3 separate regions of the Mus musculus genome follow, and regions 2 and 3 are each linked to region 1. The links are chromatin contacts, called in public ChIA-PET and Hi-C maps. All regions are on one chromosome and are shown on one strand. The core of a region is the stretch at or near the end of the contact, and the rest is flanking DNA. Distances in the headings are between cores, read along the strand shown.

Region 1 (2,777 bases), core at 119-2,618:
TTCCAAAAGTGTTCCACTCTATTTAATATCCATTTCAATTGTACTCCATCATCATCACTGGTGTACCTACTCGAAATCATGTGCTACTACTCGGTATGTACATGTCTAAAACATGTCAATGTTGCTAATGTCTGAGTCAAAGATTTACTGATCTCACGCTCCAAGAACATTTCAGAGCAAGGCCATTTATACCTGTAAACAATTAAGGGCTTAAGAAGATTCTTGGTGTTGATAATAATAATAGCTGCCACAGCTAAATGTACTGAAGAGCTGACTGCTCTCACTTTGCTAATGAAGTAGGTAGCGGTATTTACCGTAGCTATAATACGTTTGCCACCAGTTTGTTTCTGGTAATACTGTTTTCTCTAATTCTTGTCCTCAAGGTCAAGTGTCTTAATCAAGTTGTCCATCGAGCCGAGCTTGTGTGCCCTGGTATTGTAGTGGCAGAGAGGATTCTGAGCTCACAATCATGCTTCAGCTTATGTTTTCAATGCCCTGTCACTGTGACATGACATGACACTGTGACCCACCTGGCTAGGGTCCATGAAAACTTGGCAGTGGGTAGCTGGAGCACAACTACTGGTTCCTGAGCACTGCTGTGTGTCCACCACTGTATTAGCCCCTACTTCAAGGTCCCTGTTCTCAAGAAACTCAAAGTCCAGGGGGGTGGGAGTGGGGGGAGGATGGGGGAGAGCTGAAAAGCAGTCCTTCCCACTTATCTCAGGCCTTTGGGTTATACAGGATTAGGTGGAAATAGTGCAACCACTTACCTTTTCGATGGTTTTCAGAACAACTGGATAATTGTTGAAGAAATTGGTATATATGTTCAGCTGGCTTCCAAACTTTATGAATATTTCTCCCACACAGTGAGCTGGGCTCCATTCCTGTAGTCTGTCTCGTAGGTTATCTAGAAACTCTCTACAATATGAGAAGTTTGTATCTTGAAATAGGGGCCTGTTGAAAGTCTCCCAAACTTAAGCCATGAATTCATTAGTGTAGGCTTTTCTGCTTAGTCTTTTGTGGTAGGGCTTTCTTTTGACCCATTGACCACAGAACAGTGTGCATTTGATAGGATGGGATCTGGGCAGAATGAGGGAAGAGGTTGGCTGTCCAGGATCCCATCTTTTACCTTAACTCCTTGGGTCCTAATCCAGCTTCCGACCCTCGGAGAGCCAGGGCCATGGACATTCTCACAGTCTTCTGAGGAGAATGGCACTTTTTAAAGCTTCAAGGCCAAGAACCATAGCTTACATACAGCCCACACACTCAACAGATCCAAGGTGACCTTCTTAGCTACTCTAGGTCATAAAAACTGAGAGATGTTCCATCAGCCTTCTCACTGAGTCACAGCGGGGGCCCAGGAAGTGGCAAACTATCTCTCCAGATCTGCGGAAATTGACTGTGACTAGCTCTGGGCTCATCTCACTCACGATAGGTAGACACTGTTGTTTTTCTTAATCTCTCAACAGATGTAGAAAACCCACGATGGAAAAGCAGAGTAGCCATCGAATCCTTTTGCTCCTGGCCCATTCAATTAGACATTATTGACTCTTGCCCACGGACTTTCATGGGAGCGGTTTATTGCTTACTGAATGCTGAGGCATCGATTATTTTTCTTTCACATACTGTAACCTGGGGCTGGAGTGGCACTGGAAGCCATCTGCTGGCTGTAGCTGTCAGAGGACATGCAAAGGAGCCTCTCTGCTCTTTCAGGTGAAGGGATCCCCAAGAAGATAGAGAGCTGCTGGACCATAGTGGAGCTTTGGAAACAAAGTTTGCTCTTCCCTCATCTAGGGGAGTACTGTTTTGTTAAAGACGCCATCTTTAGGGCTTACCTGTTGAGGTTTAAGATGTGCAGAATGTCAGAAAAAATGATGTGGATATTGGCAGCACTCAGAATGGCTCTGTTTGAGGAGAGCGCTGCCCTCAGGGGCTTGGCGTACACGTCCTGCACAATTCGCAGCATCTGCACGTACCGTCTCTCGCTCTGCACAAGCTCCCTCACAACTTGGGCTCGTGTCTCTACTGAGTTCATCTGGAGCTTCCTCTCCTGCAGAAACATCAAGGATTCATGAGAAATTTAATGACTGGGGCCCTCAGCAAAGGACAACGTGTTTAAGGAGGTGGAAGAGACCCAAAAAAGGGATTGTCCTAAGGGAAGATGGCTGGTTCCTAGTGATCATTTGTTTGGAGCATAAGAAGCCATGTCCTAAGGCCAAAATGAGCCCTGGACCCAGCCTAGGTATGATGGGGCTATAAAGATCTCTATGTGTGAGCTCAAGGCTGCAGAGCTCACACTTTCTTCTCTCTCTCCTTAGGTAAGCCACTTAGTTTTTCTCATTCAGGTGTTCATGTGTAAAACTGTGGATACTAACATCAACTTTGGAGTCTTAGGAAAAGGAAGGAAAACAACTATGAAGCCAAAATTGTGCTTGCATGTTGTACCTTTCAGCATCCCGCTCTGAAAGCTTCAGCTCAGAGCAGAGCACATTGCATCGATTGACTACAGTCAGCTTTCAGAGCTGGACTGTGAGTGGGTGTGCCAATTAAAAACTGCAGACCTATCCTGGCCCACAACTCAAATAGAAGCCCCCTGCTCTACCAGAAGCCACTGCAGTATCCAGAACCCCAGGTCAGATCCTGCCCACAGACATGCAACACTTCCTCAGACCCCACTCAGCTTTCCTCCAACAGTATCCCCTCCCCCCATCTCCTGGCCAACATCTATGGTACCTCAAGTAAGACTCCCCACCAGCCACCAGCCACACTTCTCAGAG
Region 2 (2,777 bases), core at 150-2,649, 93 kb after region 1:
TCTGCTCTATGTCCTTGGCTGGCTGAGAAATTACTACGTAAGCCACGCTGGTTTCCAACCTGTGATGATCCTTCTCCCTCGGCTCTTGAGTGAGTCCTGGAAGGATGGGCATGTGCCACAAGTCTAGCTCTTTCGATTTGAATTTTCTTAATTCTATTATTAATTTATCACAAAAAAGTGTCAGAAAATGCATACCTGTTCCCCCCTTCAAATCGTTAACTGCACTATGAATTTAAAAAGATTTACTTTATGTATGTGAGTATAGTGTTACTCTCTTTAAACACACCAGAAGAGGGCATCAGATCCCATTACAGATGATTGTGAGCCATCATGTGGTTTCTGGGAATTGAACTCAGGATCTCTGGTCGTTTAAAAAATACTGTGGGGCTTAAGAGATGGCTCTGCAGTTAAGAGCACTGACTACTCTTTTCGGAGGTCTCTTTTGATTTCCAGGCCCAACAATGCTGCTTATGACAGTAACTTCTGTCCCAAGGTATCCAGTGCCCTCTTCTGGCCTCCAGGGGCACAGTGTGCACCTGTACACAGTCATCTAATAAAATTTAAAATCTAAAAGTGTTGAATTTAGTCCTGCCATGACTATTTTAAAAGACTGAAACTGACTTCTGTCACTCCTAAAAGAATTAGTCGGGAATTATACAGGTAATTTATTTTTGTTTTGCTAGCTGATGTGGGTTTTTCTTGGAAAAGGGTACAGCATTCAGTCTCTTGTCTCAGATACCAAGAGCGAATCCACTTGAGTCATTCGGGAATTGTTTAGCTGTAATACAGATTAAATAAAACTTTGAAGATGACGGAGCAGGTTTCCAAGAGATGAGGATCTGTATAATTGGTGATACATATAAACACGCTAACCTTCAAATCTATGGATGCTAATACACATTTGGTAACAAAAGAGGAGGAAAAAGCAAAAACCAGTTAATACATAAAGCATCGCCAATAAACCAATGGTCCCCGAGGGACCAAGCTTGCGATGTCCTCTTTTCTGAAAGATAACATCTGTCACAAGACCCTGAAATCCTTCTTGTATGACAAACACGAGGGACCTTTCCAGAGGGGACGAACTGCTCACGGTTGAATGTCAGGCCTCGCTGCCAACCAGAATCACCAGAGGTGCCTCTGGACTTTGCCTCATTCATTTCCCTTCCGCAACCCAGCCCTGCGATGACCCATCTACACTCAGCGGTGACCAGAGCAGGTGCTGAGGGGCTCGAATGAACAGGTTGCGGGGTCCCCTTACCCCATTACATACCGGAGGGAGAAAAGGCTGTGGTTACCCTTCCTCGGCTAGGAAAAGTAAGAGAGCGTTCAAAGCCTCCGCCAGGGCTGCATCAAGAGCCCAGCTCGTCTGCCTGGGTCACAAACCCAGGCAAGCGCCCTTTGTTTACGGAAGTGACGTAATCTGGGCGGGGCCCTCCGAGAGGCGAAAAGCCCCGCCTCTCCCAGGTCCCTTAGCGATGCTCGCGTCTCTGCTTTGGGCTCCGTCTTCCCATAGCCGCCTTCAGGTATGGCTCCAGCGGCTGCGGGAAAGAGGAGTTGTTGTTGGCCACTCCACTTCTGCCTGTCTCATGGCCTCATGGAAACTGGCTGTATATTGTCCTCACCGGAAGCGGCCAGCCACCTCGGTGAAGGACCGCCCCATGCACTGCAATTCCCAGCATGCCTTTCGAACAAATCGAAGGCGGAGCCTATTGTCCCCTTGCGGCGGATCCACACCTCGGATTGGCTGCTTTTAGTTTGGCTTGAGAAGCGGTATTGGGTTCAGCATCCCTGATGCTGTGCCGCCAAGTGTGATTCTGTAAATAGCCAGTATCCAAGCATTGCAGTTGGGTGTGGTGGGGGTGGGGTGAGTGCGTTTAGGTTTTCTGTGTACCTGTCTGTCTGTCTATCAGTCTTTCTTCGTTTTCTTTGCCTTTTTTTGACCAAGTCTCGTATAGCCGACACTGCTCAGGAACCGGTTATGTTGTTGAGATCTTCCTGCCTGCGCTTCTCATACGGGTATGTGTCACTCGTCCCACTTTACCTCACTACAGTCCTTTAAGGTAATGTCAAAATCCCCGTTTTAGAAGTGATTCTGAGGTCGGGCGTGGTGGCGCACGCCTTTAATCCCAGCACTTGGGAGGCAGAGGCAGGCGGGTTTCTGAGTTCGAGGCCAGCCTGGTCTACAAAGTGAGTTCCAGGACAGCCAGGGCTATAAAGAGAAACCCTGTCTCGAAAAAACCGAAAAGAAAAAAAAAAAAAAAGAAAGAAAGAAAACAAATGAAATGATTCTGAGATTCAGAAAGGCTAATCAGACTTGCTGCCTGACTCCCCACTTCATCCCCGGGATTAGGAATTGAGGGCTAAGAGAGAAGGCTCAACCCTAAACTAAAGAAAACTTACCTTTCCCTCCTTGATGTGGATGCCTTCTCAGAGGGAAGATGGGACTTTTTAGATTCCGACTTTCTTAGATTGAGGTGACCCTGTCCTTCAATCTCCCCATTACCTAGGGAGGAAATTGTGTCTAGAGATTATATTGAGACAGAGCAAAAATGGAGTTACTAAGTACTTAAACTCATACTATGAGATGTTCTTCCATTAGGAAAAACAAAACCAAAAACTTGGAATTCTTAAAAAAAACAAACCAAAAAACAAAACAAAATAACAAAAACAAAAAACCCCCACAGATACAGCATTCATGGTTCCAGTTTCCAAAGTGAACACGTGTTAGGTTTCATAATTTGGTATTTTTAGGGTAAAGAACTTGAACTTAAGAAAAG
Region 3 (2,777 bases), core at 178-2,677, 68 kb after region 1:
TGCATTTGGCACTTTACAGCTCACACATGCAAACTGGAAAGAGCTTCAGTTAGTGTCTGAAGTGTAATTCCTTCAAAAACATCTTCTAAAGGGGCCGTCTACCGACTACAGGGAAGAACTGCAAGACACAAAAATGTGAAAAATCGGAAAGGAAACACAATGCCAGTCAAGTTCATTTCCCCACATCGGGAGCATAATTTAATGTGAGTACAAGCCAGTGTGTATATTTATATTAAATATGCAGGACATAATAGGCAATGAAGTGATGAGATGTCTTGAGGGAATGTGTGCACTGAAGCACCATTGACTACATATACATACTATACACACACACACACATGAATGATAATTCCTGGGGCTGAGGATGTAGTTCAGTAGGTAAAGTGAAAGTGCTTGGCCAGCAAGCATGAAACCCTGATTTCACCCATATAAAGCTGATAAGCTGGCGTAGTGTCATATACATGTAACTCCAGTTCTGGGAGGTGAGGGCAAGTGGATCTGGAGTTAAAACCAGCACAGTGAATTGGAGACTAGGCTGAGCTATTTAGATACACACACACACACACACACACACACACACACACACACACACAGACAGAGACAGAGACAGAGAGAAAGAGACAGACAGACAAATTAAGGAAAAATGAGACTTGTACTGGTATTTTAAATGGTAATTATGCTCACTGACTTAAAGCTACTAAATCAAAACAAGAGGTAACTGCACTAACATTTTTAAAAATTTCCTTCACTCCTATTTTTCTCCCCCTAAAATTAGTGTTTTTAGAACACCATTTCTGAGGCCCCTCAACAACACAAACAACAAAGTTCCTGAAGCCAGAACGCCACAGGCAGGATGTGCATACCACTGCTTGAACTGAGTGAACTTGAACACAGACCGTGCCAGGAAACTGTTCTGATACTTGGAGCAATGTTTATTAATAAGCACAACGCCAGTACTTCTCAAGAGATAAACATTTAGCAATGTGTCGGAATTATTCACCATAGTCATAAAATCTAGCATATGAAACCTGAGAACAACAGACCAGTTACTATAGAGCCTTAGTCTCGTCTTTATTAGCCATACAGCCTCGTCCCACATCTTTTGGACTCCAGAGTAGCAAAAAGAGTGAGAAGAGACAGGGGGTGGGTGGGGGAGTTGGTATGAGCCAATCTGGGATCCTGTGAAATATTAGTGTTTTCCAAAGTGCTGGAGCACTCTAGAGTGCTCTGGAGGAGGAAAGTTGCCACCACCCAACTCAAACGTGACCCTGACAGAGGTCTCCAAGACCATGGAGCGCTGCTCAAGGTTTTTCCAGAAGCCCCAAGGAAAAGACATCTCCAAGAAGGGAAGAGCTTTACCTCGAGGAGAGGCCAAGGGCTGAGCACGTTGGCCAGGCAGCAGTCTCCTCTTGGCACTGTGCAGGAAATGAAGGCAGTTTTCCAGATCACAGCCTAGGGAGGCAGGTGGGGCACGTGTGCCCCCATCTCCATAGGGAAGACAACACACAAGACAACACACGCTGCCACCACGCCCCACAGGTCCGGTGTCCCTTGCTCGGTGCTGCACTCCAGTGGCCAACCTCGGTCTTTGCTTCAGGAGGCTCCTGAAGGTTGTCACCTTCCCTCTGTTCTCTCAAGTTCTAGGTGGATTTCTTTTGCTGGCCGCCGGTCCCAGGCAGTTGCAGCTGGATCTCGAGGGCCTTCAAGTTGCTGGGAAGAGGTGACAAATGCACAGCTGCTGTCTGCCAAATTCTGCTTAGCTTTACACTAGCCAGCAATTTTAAAGCACTGAGATGGCAAAGGTAACGTTTCTTACCCTTTCTCATGTTCATCTTTAGCAAATCCTCAAAAAATTTTAAAGTTTTTTTTTTTAAACAGTATTAGTTAATACAGGAGTCAGAAAGACAGAACATCAACATGATTCTAATTGCTTTGGTCAAGATGCCTGAGCAGACTTATCGTAAAGCCACCCTCTTCCCACTTCTTTTGAATTTAACAGAAAGATTTCACAATACTTCAAGCATGGGAAAGTTAAAAATCCTATGAATGGTGAGGCTAAACAAGATCCAGGGATGAAGTCTGAACGGAGACACAACGAAGTTAAAATAGCTTGCTCTAACAGTAGATTTTATGAGGTCATCTATAACTCAATAAAATACAATGATTTTGCAACATCTATGTTCTAAGAGTGGCTAGGCATGAAGGAAAATTAAAATTGAGATTCTGTCTTACCTTAATCAGAATGGCTATCTCCAGGCCTCTACATGCTGAGCAGCCTATGGAGGAAGGGCAATGGCTACCCACTGTTAGTGGGAATATAAACTGCTGCAGCCACTATGGAAATCCATATGGAAGGGTCTCCAAAGGCTGAAATTAGAACTACTGATGGCTCAGAGGTTAAGGGCACTGACTGCTCTTCCAGAGGTCCTGAGTTCAATTCCCAGCGTAATGGGATCTGATGTGCTCTTCTGGAGTGTCTGAAGACAGCTACAGTGTACTCATATAAAATAAATAAATAAATCTTTAAAAAAAAAAAAAGAACTATCGTATGACCCAGTTGTACCACTTCTGAGCATACACCCAAAGGATTCTACAGTCTAACACAGGGATTCCTTCTCTACTGACATCAGCTAACAAATGAATAGCCTAAACACACATGATGCCAGTTTATGTAGACGTTAGGAAAAAGAAATCCTGATATTTCCTGGCAAATGGATGGAACTGAAGAATAGGATGCTGAGATAACCCAGGCCCAGAGCACAAATGACTCTCTCACG

The links. A called contact is a pair of places that touch in the nucleus more often than the background predicts. ChIA-PET counts read pairs in DNA pulled down with a chosen protein or histone mark.
Region 2: a contact with region 1 is called in an RNA polymerase II ChIA-PET map of memory CD8 T cells, with 53 read pairs. The contact joins the promoter of Ccdc28a here to the enhancer-like site in region 1. A contact is called at or near these places in 1 of 39 promoter capture datasets (macrophages), 3 of 115 datasets of contacts at active chromatin or transcription factors (the 230-238 cell line, effector CD8 T cells and memory CD8 T cells) and 3 of 9 other capture datasets (adipose tissue, liver and pancreatic islet).
Region 3: a contact with region 1 is called in a Hi-C map of CD8 T cells, with 1.7 times the contacts expected there. The contact joins the promoter of Ect2l here to the enhancer-like site in region 1. A contact is called at or near these places in 2 of 15 datasets of contacts at CTCF or cohesin (CD8 T cells and pro-B cells), 37 of 484 Hi-C or Micro-C datasets (B cells, the C2C12 cell line, CD4 T cells and 24 more), 15 of 115 datasets of contacts at active chromatin or transcription factors (the 230-238 cell line, CD8 T cells, T-cell acute lymphoblastic leukemia and 8 more) and 4 of 9 other capture datasets (adipose tissue, embryonic stem cells, liver and 1 more).

What each region holds. Positions count from the first base shown.
Region 1 is chr10:18,141,058-18,143,834 of GRCm38.p6, forward strand. It overlaps Ect2l (epithelial cell transforming sequence 2 oncogene-like), which reads right to left. Exons shown (of 22, transcript NM_001370991.1): 15 at 1,836-2,050; 16 at 771-918. Among named protein-coding and RNA genes, the nearest start is that of Ect2l, 68 kb to the right of the region's middle. Within about 2 kb of position 1,369, at least 29 of the 459 cell types and tissues checked have an H3K27ac peak or open chromatin away from gene starts, as enhancers often do. A contact at or near this core is called in CD8 T cells, CD8 central memory T cells, Th1 cells and 8 more, where this site is marked.
Region 2 is chr10:18,233,582-18,236,358 of GRCm38.p6, forward strand. It overlaps Ccdc28a (coiled-coil domain containing 28A), which reads right to left and starts at 1,400. Exons shown (of 6, transcript NM_144820.4): 1 at 1,271-1,400.
Region 3 is chr10:18,209,400-18,212,176 of GRCm38.p6, forward strand. Ect2l (epithelial cell transforming sequence 2 oncogene-like) reads right to left here and starts at 1,428. Exons shown (of 22, transcript NM_001370991.1): 1 at 1,360-1,428.